Regions from separate parts of the Mus musculus genome. Here region 1 is linked to region 2. The links are chromatin contacts, called in public promoter capture Hi-C maps. All regions are on one chromosome and are shown on one strand. Each heading gives the region's core, a stretch centred on a gene start, on an enhancer-like site or on the middle of the called end of the contact. The rest is flanking DNA. Distances are from core to core; before and after follow the strand shown.

Region 1 (4,698 bases), core at 1,539-4,038, 360 kb after region 2:
AGGGTGAGCCTCCTCACTCACCACTCTGTTGCCATGCCTGTCCTCTCTGACTAGTTTCAAGAGTACCTGGAAGCCAATGTCTAGCTTCTTCCTTTAAAAGGGCATTAGCACGGTCCATGTGTGTGAATCAAGACGCCCAAGAAGTCTCATCCTAAGATGCTAACTGCCTCTTGCATCCCACAGCCAGAATTTGGTCTAAAATCTCTCTCTGGTACACCTGCTCCTTTCTGCCTTTCTCCCTGCCATGATTCATAACATTTTGTTCCTGTACTACTGTAACACCCCAGCATTAGTCCTCATGATTCTCCACTGGCCTGCTTCCCTGATATGGCAGTCTGTCACCCCTTAAATGCTGAGAGCAGTGATGAGTGCTTGTAAACCTAGCACCCAGAAAACAGGCAGGAAGACCTACAGGCTTAAGGACAGCTTGGTCTGCTAAGTAAGTTCCAGGCCAGCCAGACTATACTGCTAGAATTAAGCTATACTGCTTAGGCCTCTCTAAAAGCACTCAACTGCGAGTCACCACTGAAAGGACTACATTTAAGCTCCTTACTACTGCTTTCCTAAGCTTTTTTTTTTTTTTTTTTTTGAGACAGGGTTTTTCTGTGCAGTCCTGGATATCGAGGAAATCACTCCATAGACTAGGCTGGCTTTAAACTCTTCCTGAGCTAGGCTTCTTGAAACCTTCTGAAGTTCCAAGAGGATTCACAGTTGAAGTCATGAGATTGGATGTTATTACCCAAGAGGGCAGCTTGGAAGAAGCCAGTGCAGAGTTGTTTTGTTAAGATGTTTTGGGCTTATATGGTAAAGGGAAGGATGGCTATGTCAGGGCTATTTGAGCAGATGTATCCTGAATGCTGATGGGAAGGAGTTTATGTAGGAAGAGATACTTTTTAATGACAGGTCTTCTAGAAGTGACTATTCTGAACAGCTACTGATGTCACTCAAGAGGACAGGCATGGGAACAGAGTGAGAAGGCTCACCCTACCTCAGACACTCACCTGTGCCACAAAGGCCTGTGCAGGTGAACTCAAGAGGTCCACCTGCCTCTGCCTCCTGACTGCTAGGATGAATAGTGCACCACCATTGCCCAGGTGTTCTTGGGCCCTTTTGACTTCTCTATACTACTTCAGCTCTTGACATCTTTTGTCCTTGTTCAAACTACTTCTGACTCTCCACTCATGCCATCTGACTTCACCTCTCTCTGTGTCTTTAAAAATACCCCTTAAGTGCTAGGGACATACTCCATTCAGAGTTCTTGGCTAGCATGCATGAAGTCCTGATTCAAACTCTACCTTTCTGGGTGCTGGAGGTGAAATGTATCCATCTTCCCTTTCCTCTAGCTCTATTATCACATTCAGTGTGGTGTTCTCTATGCTGTCTCCCTCTCAGCTTCTGAGAGTGGCCAATGAGGTGCTGAAGAATGTCAACTGGATAAAGAAATGCTAAGGACTTACACGAAATAGATGCATCAATAACTTGCATCTTGGTTGAGATGACCATATTCTTTAGTTGTTATCCCCTTGTCTTTTAAACATATTCTTATGTATCTTGAGTGTTCAGTTTATTTTTCACTGATTTATGTAATAACTACCAGTTTAGTTTTAACAGTGTAATATAGCTCTAGTAATCACTATTTCTGGTAAACTATATTCTAAAATGAAACTATCAAACACCTACAGTAAACTAACTGGTGTCTCTTTTCTCTTGTAATAAGGTCTGGTCTTGAACTCACTGTCCCCCTGCCTCAGTTTCCAGAGCGTACCACATCTACCATTCTGGACGACTGAGACACTGTATGTTTCTCATGTACCAAGTCAATCACTTACCAGAACTTACTCTGTGCCTGTGCTTGCTACTGTTTCGATGTTACACACACCTCACTAGCTGGTCTTATAAAAATTCATGTCCATGTTGGTCACTTATGAGAATGCTTAGTCACTTTGTTAGATTAACCAGGAGATAGTGAATAGTAAAACACAAACCAAAACAAATCCAAAAAAACTCAAACCAAACCAAAACAACAGCCCCCCCATCACCAAAGAGGTCTGAAATTTAAAGTTAATTTTTAAACTGTGAGAGTAAAAATGGTTGAAGCTGAGAGCAGGTGGTTGAACCTGGGATTCTGGAACTACAGTAGACTTTTTTTTTGGGGTCAGGACTGCAAAACTTCTGCAGTTAAGACTTTTCCATGTGTTTGTATATTTTGTGTTGGAAACACACGAGTGCACAAGTGAGTTTCAAACAGAGTGATAAATGAAGAAAGCAAGATGCATGATGAAGCAGACAGGGCAGGAAGGGTCTGGGGAGAGGAATGGGGTCAGACATGTCAGGAGATGGAACCTGCACCGTCAGCTGGGAAGAATGCGACCAAAGGCTCTGATGGAGCTAAGCTGGAGGTGGAGAGAAGCTGGATGATGGAGGGTTCTGACGGTGACATCTGCATGCAGAAGGACCCGGCAGGATGACACCATCCTCAGAGCTCTGCTGTGAGAGTGAGCATGCAAAGAATGGTCTCAACAAGGAGGTTCCCGAGCAAACATCAGAGCGGCTACCTCTGTATTCTCATTCCGAAACCTATCCTTATGTAGGCTGACGGCAAACAGATTAAAAAAGATGAGGAGGGTAAGAGTCAGAGACCACGTGACTAGACCAACAAACAAAACACACAAACACTCAAGAAATGAAAAGCCCTTAGTACATTTTTTCATAGGCGAAACTCTTCAGAAACATACCTGAAGAACAGGTAGTCACATGACTTGTCCCACATATAGTCATTGTAGCTCACTATCCGGAAATCACAGGCTACACAACGCAGTCGGTCACATGCTCTGCTCAGAGAGAAGGAAATACGCATTAGAGATGATTGCTGTTTAAATATGAAAATATAGCAAATGCTCCAGATAACTGAATAAACAACAGAAAGATACAGCTTTACCAACTGTACTTGTTTGTACTAAAGGACTGTTTATATGTTCAAGCTTTCTGGTTAGATGTAGTAGTACACTCCTTTAATCCCAGCACTTGGGAAATATCTTAGCACTGTGATTTCAAAGCCAGCTTGATCTTTATAGTGAGTTCTAAGCCAGGTAGGGCTACACAATAAGACTCTGTTTCAAAAGAAACAAAACCAAAAACAACAAAAAAAGCTTCCAGGTTAATTTTCATATCTATCTTATAAAAGTCTTGCATGATATCTGCATATATACATATATAAATGAATAATATATGGGCATAAAATGAAGAGTGGATTGGCATATCAAGAATGTGAAATGCTACACTGAAACCAAACTCTCTTCCATTTATGCTTCAATGCTGGAACCATCACTTGCTGTTTCCAAAATATCTGGCATAAGTGCTTTCATTTGCCCATTACAAAAGGCTGCTGAGAACCTGTCTGCCTGTGATGTTCTTGGATTCTAGTGACAGAGTAACTAAACAGGATTCACTGTAAATAAGGTATTACTATGTTAGCACATGAAAGGAGCTTTGAATGAAATAACAGATTAGGGTAAGGAAATTAGGAATACTGGGTAGAGATGGGTTGGAATTTGAATAGGGTAGCCTGGACTGGTCTCATTAAGCAGTTTCTTTAAGAACGACTATGGGTTGTTTGAGGGAGCAAAAGATCATGCTTGAATAGTGATGGCAAAGATACAATGAATAGCAAGACTGTGGCTATGTTGGAGAATGAGGACCCAGTGCCTGTCTAAGGAGATGAAGTAACAAGCAGGTCTCCTGAAAGTACTACGAAGTAGAGGTGTATATGTGAACATGGTGTCTAAGAAAAGTGATACTATATACAAGTTTAAGAGAAGTATGAATTGCTGCTGCAGCGACAGAAACTTCCATTATTTGAAATATTTAATAAACAGATTCAACAGATACATTTGATAAAAATAAAAAGTTGACAAGTTGTTAAGACACACACAGGGAGAGGGAGAGGGAGAGGGAGAGGGAGAGGGAGAGGGAGAGGGAGAGGGAGAGGGAGGGAGGGAGGGAGGGAGGGAGAGGGAGAGAAAGAGAGGGAGGGAGAGGGAGAGGGGGAGAGAGAGGGGGAGAGAGAGGGGGAGAGAGAGGAGAAGGAGGAGGAGGAGGAGAGGGAGGGAGAGAGAGAGGGGGGAGGGGAAGGAGGAGGAGGAGAGGGAGGGAGGGGGAGAGGGGGGGAGGGAGAGAGGAGTGCACACATACAAGCATGAGCACACACACAGTAACAGGGTGGGAGACCCAGTAGTCAACGGCTTTTCCCTACACACAAAGTACTTACAAGGACAACAAAGTGAATAAACAAGACAGTCTCCATGGGACTAGGGAGGCAGTATAGACACTGGCTCTCAATACAAAGTGCTTTAGTCAAGGAATTTCTTTCAGACTCAAGTTTTCTTTATATATTTTCCAATTTTGCTTTTGCTCTTTTTGATAGTGCTGTTTCAATATATTTTACTAATATATACTTTTTTCCAGTAATATTTCTGCAACAAATAAAATAAAACAAGCCCATTAGTAATTTTTTTCCTTTCAAAATTCAAATATTGGCTAGGCAAGGTGGCACATGCTTCTAATCCCAGTACTTTCAAGATGGAGACAGAAGGATCATCATCGGCTACATGGTGAGTTCAAGGCTAGCCTGGACTCCATGAGACCATCTCAAATTTCAGATATTTAACCTCAAAACTGGAATACTGGGAAACTTTTGGT
Region 2 (5,052 bases), core at 1,916-4,415:
TACCACCTCCAGTAAGGTGAATCAAGACAATTCAGTACAGACTTGCCAGGAATCTTATAGGTCCATTATCTCTAATAAATCCCATGTGACTCTAGCTTGCATCATGTTGACAAAATTAATCACTAAGGACAGTGGTTCCATAGCGCTTTGTGGACCACATTTAAGAGCTTTATTCTTAGGGGCTTGAGAGAAGCTCAGAGGTAAAGAGTGCTGGTAGCCAGGTGTTCTGGCTCAGAATATTAATCATGGTACTCAGGAGGCAGAGGCAGCCTCTGATATGTGAGTTTGAGGCCAACCTGGTCTATATAGGGAGTTCCAAAGCAGCCAGGGCTACATAGTCTCTCTCTCTCTCTCTCTCTCTCTCTCTCTCTCTCTCTCTCTCTCTCTCTCTCTCAAAAAAAAAAAAAAGAGTCCGTCCTGCTCTTGCAGGAGCCTAGAGTTCAGTTCCCAGGGGATTTGATGACATACTTTTCTGACCTCCAGGGTGCATACACACTAATTTTAAAAAGTCTTTTAATTATTTTTATTTTATATGTATGAGTATTTTGCCTGCATGTATGCCTGTGCCACATGTCTGAGGAAGCAAGAAAAGAGGGTGTCAGGTCCCTTGGATCTGGAGTTACAGATGTTTGTTAGCCTCCTGTGTGCTGGGAATTGAACCTAAGTGCCTTCGAAGAGCAGCCAGTGCTCTTAACTCCTAAGTCTTCTCTCCAGGTCCTGAAAATAAATCTGAAGATGATGAAGAAGAAGAGGAGGAAGAGGAGGAGGAGGGAGAGAAACCAAGATCTATATTCTCTGATTTGTTGATATGTGGTATAGAGTTTTGGTTTGTTGTTATTAAGAGTTTTGCTATGTAGCAAGGCTGGCCTCAAGCTTATCACTCATTCTATACTCTGTGAACGCTGGGAATATAGGCATGTACAACCACACCAGGATTGAGTGCCTATTGGAAGGAATCACATTATTTGCTGGCATACTTACATCTGTCCTCATTTTGAAAGTATATAGATAAAACTTTAGAGACTCACGTCAGGGTGGCTCTGCCTCTGACAACTCTGACTTAACAGCACGGGGAAAGGAATGGCAAAGAGGACCTTCCAGTGATCGTCCCGTGATGTATTAATGAGACAATATTTGGCTACTGAGGAAAATTCTGAGATCCAGTCCTAAAAGCTCACCATGAGTTGGTGTCTGATCTATACACCAAAGAATTTGTGCTTTAAATCTTGACACACACACAAGCTTATTACTTGGAAGTGAGAGAGGTTCTAATGAGTTTTCCTCCCGAGGCTCAGTTGGCAGTGGCAGACTTCCCGCTGGCCAGAGGACTATATTCTTCCCTCTATGCAACTTGAAAACGTTAACTTGGAGGTATCTGTCCAGCCATTTTCTTTGCCAATCTTGTCTGCCACTGTAGAATGCTTTAAAGTTTAAAGGACCAGGGTGGGAGTTGCCATTTAAAGACAAAATAATTCAGAAACTCAGCCCCAACTTAACACGGCAATCAGTGAACACTGACTGACTTCATTTCTTCAGATTGCTGAGTTCTCCATTCAGCTAGATACTTTTTTACAAAGTGATACAAAGAAGTTGAAAGCATTAACATGACTTTATAATAGCTTTAAATTTATTGCTGGTTTATAAAAGCCTCGATTCGATCAATCAAAGGCTTGCTATCCCAGCTATTCCTGTTTTGTTTTGTTTTCGAGATAGGGTTTCTCTGTATAGTCCTGGCTTTCCTGGACCTCACTCTGTAGACCAGGCTGGCTTCAAACTCAGAAATCTGCCTGCCTCTGCCTCCCAAGTGCTGGGATTAAAGGCATGCGCCACCACTGCCCAGTTTATCCCAGCTAGTCCTAAAGGATATAAGATCCATCAGAATATTTATAGAATAGTTTTACATATTCTATACATGGTTTTATTTTATTCTTTTAAAAAGAAATCTAAAGGGGCTGGTGAGATGGCTCAGTGGGTAAGAGCACCCGACTGCTCTTCTGAAGGTCCAGAGTTCAAATCCCAGCAACCACATGGTGGCTTACAACCATCTGTAACAAGATCTGACTCCCTCTTCTGAAGTGTCTGAAGACAGCTACGGTGTACTTACATATAATAAATAAATAAATCTTTAAAAAAAAAAAAGAAATCTGAAAACAAAACAACAGATAACCACCCAAAAAAGCCCACAAAGAGCTTAATCTATAATCCAGCACTTGGGTGGTTGATTCAATAAAATGGATGCAAGTTCAAGTTTAGCCTGGGCTACATAGTTCCAGGTCATTCTGGGCTACAGAGTGAAACCCTGTTTCAAACAAAGCAAAACAAAACAGGAGAAGCATCTAAAAGAAACTGACTAAATCTGAATTTTTTTCTTTGTTTCTCAGGGTCCCTTTATGAAAACAATCATCTTTAGTAACACATATCTGAAATTTTCTATGAGGTGTGTATAGGATGTCTGGGAGTTTTCTTCAAACTTTCTTCTGGATGTATTTTGTCCGGATCAGCTGGCCAGTCAGCTGATCACAGGAACTCTCTAGAAGGACCAATCTGGCTTTGGCTTTTGCTCTCCAAGTGCTGGGTTTTACAGGAATGCCCCACTACACCATGCTTTTTAGTTTTATTGATAATGATACTTAAGGACCTTTCAGAATGGTGGAACGCGTAAAATAGGGTTTACTGTGCCTAGACTGGAGATCTGAGGAAAATTAACTAGCTTCTTATTCCGAGAGTTAGTCTTGGGAAGTCGCAGAAAAGTTTGTTTTTTTTTTTTTTTTTTCTTTTTTCCGGAGCTGAGGACCGAACCCAGGGCCTTGGGCTTGCTAGGCAAGCACTTTACCACTGAGCTAAATCCCCAACCCCAGGAAAGTTGGATCTTAATTATGTAATAAGCCTTGGGAAACGGGGAGAGGAGTTAGGCTGGAAGGAGTCTCAAAAAGGTAAAGCACCCAAGACAAAGCAACTAGATTTGGTCTCTTTGGTTTTCTTACGAAGACATCGAACTCGCTTCATTTTCTCTGGGAATGTCCAGAGAATCTGGAGAGCCCCGCCAGAATCTAGCTTCTGAAGGGCCAGGAGACTCCATGGCAGCTAAGGGGCGGAGCAGTCTGCTGTTCCCGCCCCTTTCCTCCGAAGTCTAACTGGGATTGGTCGAGAGCGTGGCTAGCTGCGGATCCGGGGCCGGACTCTGGCCGACTACTACGCCATCTTGGGCTGTGCGAGCTGACTAGAGGTTCCGGGCGGTTTCGCTGGATAAAGGGACTGGGCGAGGGTCAGGTTGGAGCCCGGAGGCGGCGGGAGCAGCGGCGGCGGGGGCAGGATGAGCGCGGAGGCGGCGGACCGGGAGGCGGCCACCTCCAGCCGGCCCTGCACCCCGCCGCAGACTTGCTGGTTCGAGTTCCTGCTGGAGGAGTCGCTGTTGGAGAAGCATCTGCGCAAAGCCTGTCCGGGTGAGCGAGCGAGCGAGCGGGCGGGCGGGCGTGGTCTGCGGCCCGCTGCCTTCTGTCCCCCGCTGCCTGAGGCCTGGCCGGCGCCGCTGGGCCCAGCTCGACGGTGCCTCAGCCGGGAACGTCGCCGCGGAGCGTCTGCGGAAAGTTTCAGACAAAGGCTTTCGGTCTGCCGCGGTCCTCACAGCGAAGGGCGCCCGCACTCGCCGTGCGGGGGTCGGGTCGCCGATGTCGCACGGCCCTGGGGGTGACTTCGTGAGGGGAGAGCGGCTCTGCGGAGCCTAGAGCCGGCCGTAGCCTTCGGTTCATTCAGCCAGGGGATTGTGTATTTCACTGTTGAACCCCGAATTAATATAAATCCCCCGAAAACAGCTGCTTCGGCTGTTGTATAGGGATACCCGTGTTGGGCAAGGAACATGGCCCTTTTCCTCTTTCGGGCATTTTGGTAAAGGTACAATGTAAGGTCTTTACCTTTAGTTTGCTCAGTTCTCATCCGAATTTGGCCTTGTAGGAGACTACTTTGTGAAAAGTTGGCATCATTGGTGGGGCAGTTTTACCAAGTGTATCTCAGTGCTTTTAGAGCTTTCCTATTGACACATTGTTAGGGGCTAGGGTGCCAAGCCTCCGTGCTTAGCTCTTTAAATAGGTTGCGGTCCTTAGCGAAGCCTTCATTATAGTGAAGAAAGTGGCATTAGCCGCTACTTTACTGGTGGGAAACAAAGCTAGAGACAGTTCAATAAAAGACCCCTGTCAAAACACTACTTCTTTCCTCCAATTGGCATTGGTCTTATCTTGAACTGGGAACCTGTAATGCTTAGTTCTTCTCTGTGAAATGCTTTGTTATGAATCAGTTTTGAATCGTCCCCAGACCCTCTTGCTTATTAATTAAGCTGGCAAACGCCGATCTGCAGCTGTCTCTGACCACACCTCCAGATGTTTCGTGCCCCCCAAGTACCATAGTCTTTAGTATACGCGAATCCTTTTGCGTTTTTATAACGAAAACTTTAAGAATTTAATTTCTTTTAAATCCTAGATCCTGCACCAGTTCAGCTTATAGTTCAGTTTTTGGAGCAGGCTTCCAAACCTTCAGTTAATGAGCAAAACCAAGTCCAGCCTCCACCTGATAACAAGAGAAATCGCGTCCTAAAGCTTCTTGCTCTTAAAGTTGCTGCACATTTGAAGTGGGATTTAGACATACTGGAGAAAAGGTATAAAGCTGTAAATGGCATTACATTTGAAGCAGTGTTTGAATGTCTTTGTTTCTGTCTGGATTCTAATGTTTTTCTGATAGTGGCTTAAAATAAATTACTTTTCTGCATGTTCATGGCAAAACATTCAAGCATGTAAAGAAGGTATTAAGAAAGTAAACCTAGACATGTGTGTAGTCCCAATAGCCTGAGGCTGAGGCAGCAGGCTTACTAGAGCCCCCAAGTTAAGAGACCAGACAGGACAGCAGGGTAACTCAAACCATCCAACTCTGTAGGAAAGCTGCAGTAGATAAACCACCCTTTAAGGTAAAGAGAAAACTGTCTTCTTGTGGTACTAGAAATTACAGCCAGGGTCTCTGTTTTTTACCACTAGTAGCTGAGTTAATTATTGCTTCAGGCGTGGT

The links. Promoter capture Hi-C pulls out the DNA fragments that hold promoters and counts their contacts.
Region 1: a contact with region 2 is called in a promoter capture Hi-C map of pre-B cells, with 6 times the contacts expected there. The contact joins the enhancer-like site here to the promoter of Ints8 in region 2. A contact is called at or near these places in 19 of 39 promoter capture datasets (the 3T3-L1 cell line, 3T3-L1-derived adipocytes, the C10 cell line and 12 more), 1 of 484 Hi-C or Micro-C datasets (the C10 cell line), 5 of 115 datasets of contacts at active chromatin or transcription factors (bone marrow-derived macrophages, embryonic forebrain, embryonic stem cells and 2 more) and 3 of 9 other capture datasets (adipose tissue, liver and pancreatic islet).

Annotation. Positions count from the first base shown.
Region 1 is chr4:10,891,396-10,896,093 of GRCm38.p6, reverse strand. 2610301B20Rik (RIKEN cDNA 2610301B20 gene) reads right to left here. Exons shown (of 6, transcript NM_026005.3): 5 at 2,736-2,831. Among named protein-coding and RNA genes, the nearest start is that of 2610301B20Rik, 19 kb to the right of the region's middle. Within about 2 kb of position 2,788, at least 1 of the 459 cell types and tissues checked has an H3K27ac peak or open chromatin away from gene starts, as enhancers often do.
Region 2 is chr4:11,252,372-11,257,423 of GRCm38.p6, reverse strand. It overlaps Ints8 (integrator complex subunit 8), which reads left to right and starts at 3,165. Exons shown (of 27, transcript NM_001159595.1): 1 at 3,165-3,443; 2 at 4,474-4,648. The coding sequence starts at 3,314.